2 separate regions of the Mus musculus genome follow, and region 1 is linked to region 2. The links are chromatin contacts, called in public HiChIP or PLAC-seq maps. All regions are on one chromosome and are shown on one strand. Each heading gives the region's core, a stretch centred on a gene start, on an enhancer-like site or on the middle of the called end of the contact. The rest is flanking DNA. Distances are from core to core; before and after follow the strand shown.

Region 1 (5,127 bases), core at 1,394-3,893, 230 kb after region 2:
TCCTTCTTCCACTGTGGTTCATGGTTTGACTCCAAAGACCAAAGCTCCCTCCTCATGTTTGCCTGGTAGATGTCTCACCTCTTGTCTACCGAACCGAGCCCAAGTGGACGTGCCTCGCTCCATGGTGACTCTGGGTCCTGCGTGCTGCCGACTTTATTTGAAGATACTTCTGGGGCCATTGCATTTGTTCAGTAAATACTGGATTAAGTCCGTAAGTCCTCTGTTCAAAGGATTCAAAATAGAATATATTTAATGTTTCAGTCATTTTAAAGAATGTCTCACTAATTTATTATCTTTATAAGTAAAACATGTTGACTTTGTAGTTCCTGGCAGGTCTCGGAGGAGCAGGGCTAGCGCTTTACTGCATTGTGGGACTGTGCTAGCACGTCCTATACGTCACAACCCAGTGTGTGCTTTTCGTTTAACAAGCCTCTTACTTAACTTACTTTTAGTTATTCCTGCCTCTGCTTCTTGGAAAATGTTTTAGGCCCATGTTGGTACATCACTTAGGTAGAAAAAGGTGTGTGTGTGTGTGTGTGTGTAGGCTTGTTTTTAAAAGAACTAGCTATAATCTCCTCAGAAGTTCAGTTGGTGCTTGGGCTTTCAGCTTTAGCGGATTCTTTCTTGTTGGCAAAACAAAGCCACGGGCAGTGCAGCTCAGCCTAGAAACAGCGGGAGAGGGTAATCCAAAATTAAGGTCTTCTGACTCCACTGAGCTGACCTCCCAGGCCTGGGAAGTCATATCCATTTAATGTCCCCTACTTCACAAACTTCCTTTAATGGCTCTTCTGTGCTGTGGGTACAGTTTACCTGGCTTGTCTCCACCCTTTTACTCCACGGGTACCCAGAAGTAGGTGCAGACCCTCTTAATTCACAAGGCGAGTCTCTGCCTGGAGGGAATTTTCCTTGCCACCCTGTGGCTTCCCAGCACAGTGGAAGCTACAGGAGGCATTGCTGAAAGCTCTCAAGAGAGAACTCTGGATAGGAGCCACTGATGTCACGATATCAGTAAGTCTGATGGAGGAGCCCTGCTGCCCAGCGCCTGCCAGCCCCCTGCACTTTGGCCTCACCTGGTCACCTCCCTATTCTCCACTCTCTCCCATCCAGCCTGTGCCCTTGTTTTCTTCCCTCCCTGCCCCTCTTTCCCTCTGCACCCCAGCTTGTGCTGATATCTGTAAGCGCCTATGAAAACCACTCTCGAAACTTGCCCTGTGTGTGCTTCTTGTTCTGTGTTTGTGTTGGGGAGGAGACCAAAAACAAATCCAGTGGATTTGTTTTGTCTGTGCTGATAAACTGATGGAGATTGTTAGGGGAGCTTCCAGAAGTGCCAGGGTTTCAGTACTAACATTTTTATAATCTATTCATGCATCTATGATGTATTTTGATCATCTGGACTTGCTATGAAACCCTCAACACCCTTCTTATTCACTGAACTTCCCAGAAAGCCCCTCCCTGCTCTGGTGTCTTTTGTGACCCCCTGAGCTTGATTAGGGTTACTTGTGAGAGTAGAGGGGCTGTTGCTTCGCAGATTGTTGCTTGTAAGCCCTGGACTGTATGTTTGCTTGTGTGTGTTTAAGCACGTGTATACATATGTGCCTGTGTGTGTGCAGAAGGGAAAGAAGTCTGGTCAATTAAGAGTAGGAATAAAATTGTAGCCTTCCTGCATACACAGTGGAGTGTTTGTTACCCATTGCTCCTTGGTCAGCTGGCCTCCGGGTCTCTTTCTCAACCAGTTCCCACCAGCCATGTGCTTCTGCATCGTGGGTATATGGAGCCTCAACCTCACATGGGCCTAAATTAAAATATTGCTCTGCTAAATCTATTTTTACATCTAGGGGAATGATGTCTGAAAATAACCCTATCCCACCTGTTATCCACTTTGGGGAAGTTGGGCTGTTGTCAAGTCACAGCCTGTGGATTAAGCTCTGATCACGGGTGCCACGTGATGTTCTTCACTTTCTCTGCCTCTGCCTAAGGAATGGTAATCTGGTGTCCTGTTTATTTTGCCCTAAATAGTCATTTGTACTGTAAGAATGGAGTGTGACTTCAGGTTGGTTTTGAAGTTCCCCAGTCTTTGGGTCAGAAGCATATTAAAGGCAGTGTCTTATCCGTGAATCATGGGATGAGTCAGTTCCTGAAACCACTACAAGCCTCATAGTTCTTGGCTACCAGTAAAAGCAGGAAATCCAGGCTTCAACGACTTCCTTTCCCAGTCCCGGGCTGTAGCGGTGGGGAGGTTCCGCTGCCTGCATGGGTGTCTGAGAAACAAAAGCTCTCGAGTCAATTTGCTGAAACTGTTTATAATTTGTGGTCTCGCTCTGAATCTCAGGCTGTATTGACACTCCCTGATTTGCTGTAGAGCCCTGCACAGCCCAGCCCGAAAGGCACAGACTAAATCCCTAGAATTGCTGCTGCCACTCAGGCCACATGGTGCCAGGGTCCTCACACCTGGGAGCTCAGGAGCAGAGTTCTTTTGTTTATTCCCCTTGTGGGGGAGAGACTGGCTGGCCACAGAGAAACACAGAGAGGGAGAGGAGCAGACAGAAACATCCTCCCAACACACACACACACACACACACACACACAGGAGGTGGGGGAAGCCCAACAGCCTCTCTGCCTAAGCTCTGGCCTGTATCCTGATTTTTTTTTTTCCCCTGCAGTCGACTTCCTGATGCAGAGTCTTTGTGGCTGTTCCTTTTGCAGTGTTCCAGCCAGTCTTCCATTTGTTTCTCGCTTGCTGAATCAAACTGTTTTGTGAACTGTCCTGAAGGAGGGAGGGAGAAACACTGAAGCAGTCGTTTGCGGCTTGCATTTTCCCTCTCAGTAGCCTTCCCTTTGCACAGAGCCAGCGTCCCTGCCAGGAGGAACTCACTCTGTGTGTCAGTGTGCCTTGATGGGATGCTCCCAAACTTTGGAAAGTGTTTGAATGATGAGCTTCCCTCTTTTGGTTCCTTTCATGGTTCCCCTCTGATAACTGGTGTTGGTCGCAGATCTTTGCTGTCTGTCTGTCTGTCTATCTATCTATCTATCTATCTAAAAAATTACCTGAAATCTGTTCTGGGAAATTCTGATTGGATTCTAAAAATAGAGTGGGTCAGCAGGCCAGTGAGAAGCCACTGAGAAATAAATAAATAAATAAATAAATACCAACTGTAAAACTGTCTTTAGGTGGGGGACTGTTTCGAGCTCCTCTCCAACAGCCATTCTGAAAGAGCAGTTGCTCTGTCAGTCCCTAGAAAGAGTAAAATCGGAGCAAATGAGAAAGTTTGCCTAGGTCTTTTTTATTTTATTTTACTTTTGGTGCTGGGGACTGGAACCCAGCACGCAGCTGGGCGGAGGGCCATTTTATGCTTGTGTTTGGGGGTGCATAGGTAAAATTCTGTCCAGCTTGAAGGACTCTGAAAGAGACGGGTTTATTTGATCTTAGGTGTTTCCGATGTCAGCCTGGTACATAACCCCACCCCCTTTCCCTTCATGTTAGGTGAGCTGTGTGGAAACCGTTCTGAAATCTATTTCCCTTCCTCAAGTGGGGTGGATTTGATCTAACCGAAGAGAGGCTTTCACCTCAGGCTGCTTGGGCAGTGAACTGAGATGCAATTGGTTACAATTTGTTGTTACTACTATTTTCTTGCATTAAGCAGAAAACACCCTTCTTTTTTATGTAAATTCCAGGCTGGGGTTAGAGACTGAAATCTTTGTATTGCTTACCATCTGTGGATCTAGTTTTTCATTGGGTCTGAGATTGATTCATTAATTAAAATCAATTTAAATGGATTTGTAAGCCTCCTGTAACAGATTATCTTATTAGCTACCTCACAGAGCAGCTCCTGATCTGTGAGGAATGTGTTTGTTTCTTTAGGTGCAGAAGACACAGAAGACGGACTCTGAAAAGTTCAGTGGTGTTTGTCAGGACAGGGCCCTGGCCTATAACCTTGTGCAGGAAATTATTCCTGCTACTGCCCCAGAGTGCTCCAACTTTGTGGATTTTGTATGTTTTACATATGTTGTGGTTCTTTGGTTTGTATCTTAGATATTTTCTGGTGAGTTTTGTGTGTGTTGTATGTTACATTTTGTGTGTCTTGTGCTGTTTGTGAGCCGTGCACGTCATGTGTGATGTTATGTGTTGTCCCTTTCCAAAGGCTTTTAGGACCTTTGGATGTATTGGCTAGGATCTGCTGAGAACCTTCCTCTAAGGAGACAAAGAGGAACCAGAAATAGATTTCCATTTGATAACAAATGTTTCCCTTTGAGGGTCTGATGGCAGAGTCCTGCTCCTTGGACAGACGATAAAATTACAGGATTGAACCCTTGCAAAACTCGGGCTGACAGCAGGGTCAGCTGATGTCATTGATGTTGATGTTTTTGCCATCACACCGGACAGTCAGATGCTTTCAATAGGAAGACCAACTTGCCCACAGGTCATCTGATGTTAGGATCAGAGAGGCCACCTGCCCCAGGCTTGGTCACCTCTGCTTCCCAAACTCTTGGGGCTTGAGGCGGCATTCCCAGCTTTGATGCTCCTATGTGCAGTAGAGCTCAGGCGCTCGCTGTTTAGGCAGATGCTACCTGGGGAGTAGGTGTTTGGCCCTTGTGTTCAGAGAACCGTGAGTGAAGCTGTGTGGCTGAGGGGCAGACGAAGTGCGTGTGCAGAAGCCGGGAAAGACCTCCGGAAGACTGGCATTTCCTGTGTCCTGCTGCCCATCTTTCAGGAGAGATTCAGGGTCTCTCTGGTAAACCTGTTTTACAGTGAACCTGTATCCTTCCCCACTTATCCCTTAGGCAAGCGGGAGCCGGTTCTGCTAATGGAGCCCAAGGCTGTCTGGTCCACAAACTTGTGGGCAAATATGTCCGATGGAGTGTTTTGGAAAGGCAGCTTCATTGGACAGAAGCTATTCTGTCTTGGTCCTTGTTCTCCATTTGATCTAAGAGACATCATTGAGGACACCCCCCCCATTATCTCCATAACAACAAAGGGGATTCGAACTGCCTCTGACCTTCACTGCCAGTCTCCAGCCTCCGCTTTCTGCTGACTGTCCACCCTGTGGATGGGTTGAGCTGTGAGTGTGGCTTCAGAGTGCTTGGCGGGTGAGGAATTTTTCCAGTTGCCCTCGGGGCACCATAGAGTTC
Region 2 (5,418 bases), core at 200-2,699:
TGGTTGCCAATGTAGCCTGAAAACACAACTCTAGGCTCAATGAAAGACTGTCTCAAAGGTTTTTCTTTCTTTGTTCTTTTAAAAGATCCCTTCATTTCTTTTCCTTTAGATATTTAGGTGAACAGTAATAATTTTAAAATAGGCTTTAATTTGTTTTTTTTTTGGAGAAGACTTGAATTTATAGAGAATATATGGGGCTAATACAGGGTCCTCATGTATATCTCATACCCTTCCCCCTACTGTAGACTCACGCTGGTGGGAGACCTTGGTTACAGTGGGTGAGCCAGTACTGATGCACAGCTTTCACTAGAGGACACACCCACACTTTGTTTGGATTCTCTTAGCTCTTCTTACCTAAGAACCATCTTTCTCTGCTCCGGGACCACATTTCCTTAGGTGGGCCCAGATTCCTAATCTCCTTGTGGTAGGGATAGGTTTCAGGCTTTCCTTGGTTCTTATATTTTCTTTCTAAAATTTTTGCCTTTTTTTTTTTTTTTTTTTGGTGTGATGAACATTTTTGGCCTGCTTGTATATCTGTGCGTCTTATTCATATAGTGCTCACAGAGGCAAAAAACAAAACAAAACAAAACAAAACAAAAAAAGTACCTGATCTTCTAGGACTAGGGTTACAGATGGGTGTGAGCCACCATGTGGCTAGGAATCAAACCCAGGTCCTCTGGAAGAGCAACAAGTGCTCCTAACCACTGAGCCATCTGTCCAGCCCCTAGAGCTTATATTTCCAGGAAGTTGGGTGCTTCTGATCATCTCCTCATAGTCAGGCTGCGTTGAGTTGGTGGGTCATGGATGGCCTACGTAGCGTCTGTGAAGTTGGAATCAAATGATGTATGAAGCCTACAGCATGCTTAGAAAAGTCAGTGCTGACACAATGATACACAAGGCTTTCAAGAAAGAGCCTTCTCCGTTTATCCCTGCATGTGTCACTGGCCCATTGTCACTCTCCCTCCTGAGAGCTTCTAGCTTCCTGAGCACTAGACTCCCCCTCCATGGAATGCCTTTCATTCTCTCTACCTGGCTCCCTTCTGAAGTCTTGGGAAAGATGGCAAGGTCTGGTTGACTCTTCACCTCTGCCCTCCTTTTGTCTCCACTTTCCCTGAGGCAACTGGTGCAGTCCCCAGGGCTTGCTTAGGGGTGTGGGACTGATCATTCTGTTATATGCTGGAAAGCTCCCTGGGAGCTTGCTACTCTTCTTCTACCAACACAGCCTGGTACCCAGAAGACACCAGAGGATAAGAAATGGATGGGACATTAGAGAAAGGTGTCATTTTCCAGGGCAGCCTCAAGGAACATGCAGGGTGCCAGCGGGTATGGTAATACATATCAGTGATTCACCTTTGAGTGGATTTTTTAAGGGTATTTTCTCCTTGTCCTAGAGTGTATGGCTGGGGGGTGTGAATATAGTACTGGCCACCAGGGGGCTCCAGGAGGCAGTTTAGCAGCCAGCAGGGGACGAAGGCTGGGGTGGTTTCTGCAGCCACCAGACTCCTGAAAGAAAGTGTGTCAAAAGAGAAGTCTGTTTTGCCACCGATGTGCCAGGCTCTGTAGCAAGGACAGGATGTACCAGCCTGTTCTGCAAACATGTGTAGGCCCCAAATGTCCTTTACCCCAGAGGTCTACAAAGAGGACAAAAGCTACCGAGAGCCATGAAATGACGCTGGTAGAGATAAATGAACTTATATTATGTGTGCGACCAGACCTTGATGAGGGCTTCCTGATTTCCTTCCATTTCAGTGTTTAAAGGGCTCATCTTGGTTTAGAAATTCCTAAGATCGAGATCACCACTGAGAAGTTGGAACATCGGCTGTCCTGAGTTCTGGGAAGACAGGGAGAGGAGTAGCTGTGTTAATCTGTGTGGTGGAGGTGAGATTAGACGTGGATCTGTGGAGTTTTATTCTTCCTCTTTCGTTGTTGATATTGCTATGGTCATAACGACCGTGGCCTTGGTGGATTTGGTTTCTGCTCCATGTTTGTTCTCCTTTGGATAGAAGGAGAATTGAACGAGCAAAATCCTTGGCTGTTCAGAGGGGAAACCAAGCCAGGACCGTTAAGTGACATCTCCAGACCACAGTCAGATCCTGCCTGCCTTCCAGACCTGAATTCTTTGCACATCCCTGAAGGATCTAGTCAAGTTGCCTGTTGGAAGGCCTTCCCATGCCCCAGGGAAGCAGAGGGCTATCACAGCAGGAGGTTGTGACAGGTGAACCCTTCATTAATAACAATAATAAAAAGAACAATTCTATCTTCCCTTTCTGGGGCCATGAGCTTCCTAGCATGCGCAATAGACAAAAAGGACAAGGGATGTCTGTCTGCTAAAATTGAACACTGTGTCCAAAGCTTCTGTAGCTTACGGAAAGTGCAAGCTATGGTAGACTCGACCTTGTGTACGGTTAAGAGGAGGATTCTTCCTATAGGGATGGGCCTGCCTCCACCACTCCAGCATGAGGCTTGAGTTAGTGAATGCTCGCCCCATGCTTGGCTTCGATGTGGGGGTCTGAGCCCAGGTCCTCAGGAGTGTGTGCAGCCACCATGTACCCCACCCCTCAGCATCTTCCTCTTCAGGGTTTGACTTGGCGGCATGTGATTTCACCTGCACAGGATCCTGCAATCTCGCCCATCCGAAGCCTTTGGGACGGGTGTGGTTACGTGAACTGCCACCTAGGCTCTAGGACATTGGCTGCCGGTTCCACTGTTTTTTCAGGATGAGATTCTCAATGGAAAAGTCCAGCAACAAACTGGAAGGTTGTTTGCCCCAGATGAAAGTCATTAATCCCCCACCCAGGGGTCTCTCACAAACAGAAAGTTTATCATTGTAGCACACAGCAAGTCTGCAGAGGAGGAAGACCTAAAGAGAGTATTCAGAGCCTCCTGGGCCTTTTGCCCCACACAACAGTCTAAAGCTTCAGAAAGGCCCCGAATCAGGCGCATGCTCTACCCCTGGCCAGCCCCAGGATCTGAGAGCTGAGTGGTGACTGTGCCTGGCACGCCCACTTAGCCAAACCTCAGCTCCGTGCCAGCGTGGAGCTATTAATTATTTTTCTTTGTCAAACCTTTGTCAGCAACTTCATCCCAAAAGGAATGGTTTATTTTCCCTTTGGCGGTGTTTGTGACTGTAGTAAATAAGAGATAATTACATTCCGGTTCTTAAATTAAAACAAAAATAGCTAGAGGTGCCAGGCAGGAGTTATTTACATTTTCCGATAGCCCACCTCCCTGGTCCAAGACTCGGCACAATTAGTTTGTTGCTTTTCCTGCAAATCTGGAGCCGCTCAAGTGGTTTAATGTGAAATTTTTATTTGTAGTGCCCCCAAAATCATCCTCTTTGCTCCAAGTTAATATTAAATAATACTTCCAATTTTTTTTTTCCTTTTAGCATTGCTGGAGACACTTAAGACCATGAGAGTACAATTGAAATAAGAACATTAAAGTTTTTTTTTAACAAAAGCGTCGTAGCTCAGTGGTAGAGAGCTGTCTGCCAAGGCATGATGGCCTAGATTCAGTCCCTAGTGCTACCTAACACAATACGAAACAAAAATAAACACGAGGAAGAAAAGGAAGCGGGCACTAAGGAGGTATAAGGTGAAGTAAGAGAATGCATCAGAAAGCGTTTGGAGAGTCTTATTTTCTTTGTTTGTACCCTGTTGCTTATCTGGGTATCAGCCTCTGATTTGGCAGAGGGAGAAAGGCATTCTTGTGGCTGCAGAGAATTCCTTTCTTGATTCCTTGAGTTGGTGTTTGGAAAGTGAAAATACAGTCCAACGAATCCTTACAAACATTTGGTCTTATTTTCCTAAGAGGTAAACAAAATTATAAAAGGTGATATTTGAAATGGAATCTAGAGAGCTAGCAATGTGGCTCAGCAGTAGTACACTTGCCTAGCATGCACGAGGCCCTGGGTTTGATTCCCCAGCACCACTCAAAATCTGGGGAGAGAGGGGATTGGGTCCTTTGTCACTTTGTCATGTGGGACTTGGATGGTGAGGAATCCAAGGATCGTGGTGACCTGGGTGGGTGAGGTTCGTGCTATCTAAGGATTGGGCTCGGAAAGACTCGGCAAAGCTTAATGACAGGAAGGCTTCTGGGTGGAGATGTGTTCTCTCCAAAACAACAAGTCTGACCACAGAGAGGGATGGGGGCAATGTTCTTTGTGAATGGAAGGCTAGACGTATAGTGTTACATACCATAGGCCGGCAGGAGCAAGCGGCAGGCCCCAGACAGCCTGCCTTAACTGCTTGCTTTTCCCTCCCCTCAAAATGCCTTGATTATGTAACTTACTGAGGACAGTCAGTACCATGACTTCATCCCGAGAAGGTGGAACCCGTTCATGGTTCTCAGCGCCCGCCCAAAGGCATTGTGTATCTGAAAGCAAAGATGTGATGAGAAGCCTGGAGCACAGGGATGAGAGAGAAACTGGTCTGCCGCATCAAGTCATTCTTAGGAGGCTCTCCCTTCAGGTTGTAGGAGCAAGCTGAGTTTTGACAGCTCTGCATTTCAGCCACACTGCCCTCATCAGCAGCCCGCAGCATCACTGTGCCTGTCAGAGCCCATCCCTAGTAGTGCTTTGATGACCAGACAGCACTCTCTGAGGTCATTGCCACTTAGATTTATTTGGAGGGGACAGGGAGAGGATTAGCTAGTGTTTATTCTCAGAGCAGGGCTGACCTTTACATCATCTGAACCTAAGACATTCTATGGGCTGCAGTGTATATTATCCCAGATCTTAATTTGAAGCATAAATGTTAGACTAATTTCCTTTTGATATATGACAGTAGTAGAATTCAACATTAATATGATCAGTCAATAATTCAACTTCTATTTCAGATATCAAAGAAATCTTTCTGTCTCCAGTCAGAAGAAAACAGAAAGGGATTTAACATTTTGCTAATAACAGTCCCTTTTCTATTTATTTTTTTCCTTAATGAACCGGCCTTGTAACCGATTGATTTGGTCTTTGAAACCCACGGGAGTCGTGCGGAGCTCCCAGGATTCCCATGGAAAGACACAGAGTCTTCTCCACTTTAGCTACTGGCATTGATCTCTGCCTGCCTTATTAGGAGCAGAAAGTTTGAAAAGTTTCTACTCTGCTCCCCTTTTTCAGCGGCAAGATGCCTCCTCGTGCTGAACTGGCTGCTTTGGGAGAGAGGCCTTAAGTGGGATGGGGAGGGGGTGGGGGCGGGGACCAGGGCAGGGGCGGGGATGGAGTCTTCCCACTCCGTGAGGATGATTGAACAGCCTGGGTGATGAGTTTTAGAAAGAGTTTCATCTGTAGAATGATTATGGCCATGCTGAACACAAATGGCTTTGTCACCATTAGCAGGCAGATGGAGCATGTGTTTCGTATTATTAATTCGAGGCGGCCGTTAGGGCTGCTCCAGCAACTCGTAAGATTGCAGGGCCAGCCAG

Evidence for each region. HiChIP or PLAC-seq counts read pairs in DNA pulled down with a chosen protein or histone mark.
Region 1: a contact with region 2 is called in a CTCF HiChIP or PLAC-seq map of the NIH/3T3 cell line, with 11 read pairs. The contact joins two enhancer-like sites. A contact is called at or near these places in 7 of 39 promoter capture datasets (the 3T3-L1 cell line, 3T3-L1-derived adipocytes, frontonasal cranial neural crest and 2 more), 3 of 15 datasets of contacts at CTCF or cohesin (the NIH/3T3 cell line and stem cell-derived epiblast-like cells), 41 of 484 Hi-C or Micro-C datasets (the AML12 cell line, the C2C12 cell line, the CH12 cell line and 27 more), 33 of 115 datasets of contacts at active chromatin or transcription factors (the NIH/3T3 cell line, craniofacial prominence, differentiating embryonic stem cells and 22 more) and 1 of 9 other capture datasets (adipose tissue).

Annotation. Positions count from the first base shown.
Region 1 is chr7:112,695,093-112,700,219 of GRCm38.p6, forward strand. The region is part of intron 1 of Tead1 (TEA domain family member 1); the gene reads left to right. Among named protein-coding and RNA genes, the nearest start is that of Tead1, 18 kb to the left of the region's middle. Within about 2 kb of position 2,644, at least 169 of the 459 cell types and tissues checked have an H3K27ac peak or open chromatin away from gene starts, as enhancers often do. A contact at or near this core is called in the C2C12 cell line, the NIH/3T3 cell line, adipose tissue and 5 more, where this site is marked.
Region 2 is chr7:112,468,537-112,473,954 of GRCm38.p6, forward strand. The region is part of intron 1 of Parva (parvin, alpha); the gene reads left to right. Among named protein-coding and RNA genes, the nearest start is that of Gm45998, 20 kb to the left of the region's middle. Within about 2 kb of position 1,450, at least 71 of the 459 cell types and tissues checked have an H3K27ac peak or open chromatin away from gene starts, as enhancers often do. A contact at or near this core is called in the C2C12 cell line, the NIH/3T3 cell line, adipose tissue and 5 more, where this site is marked.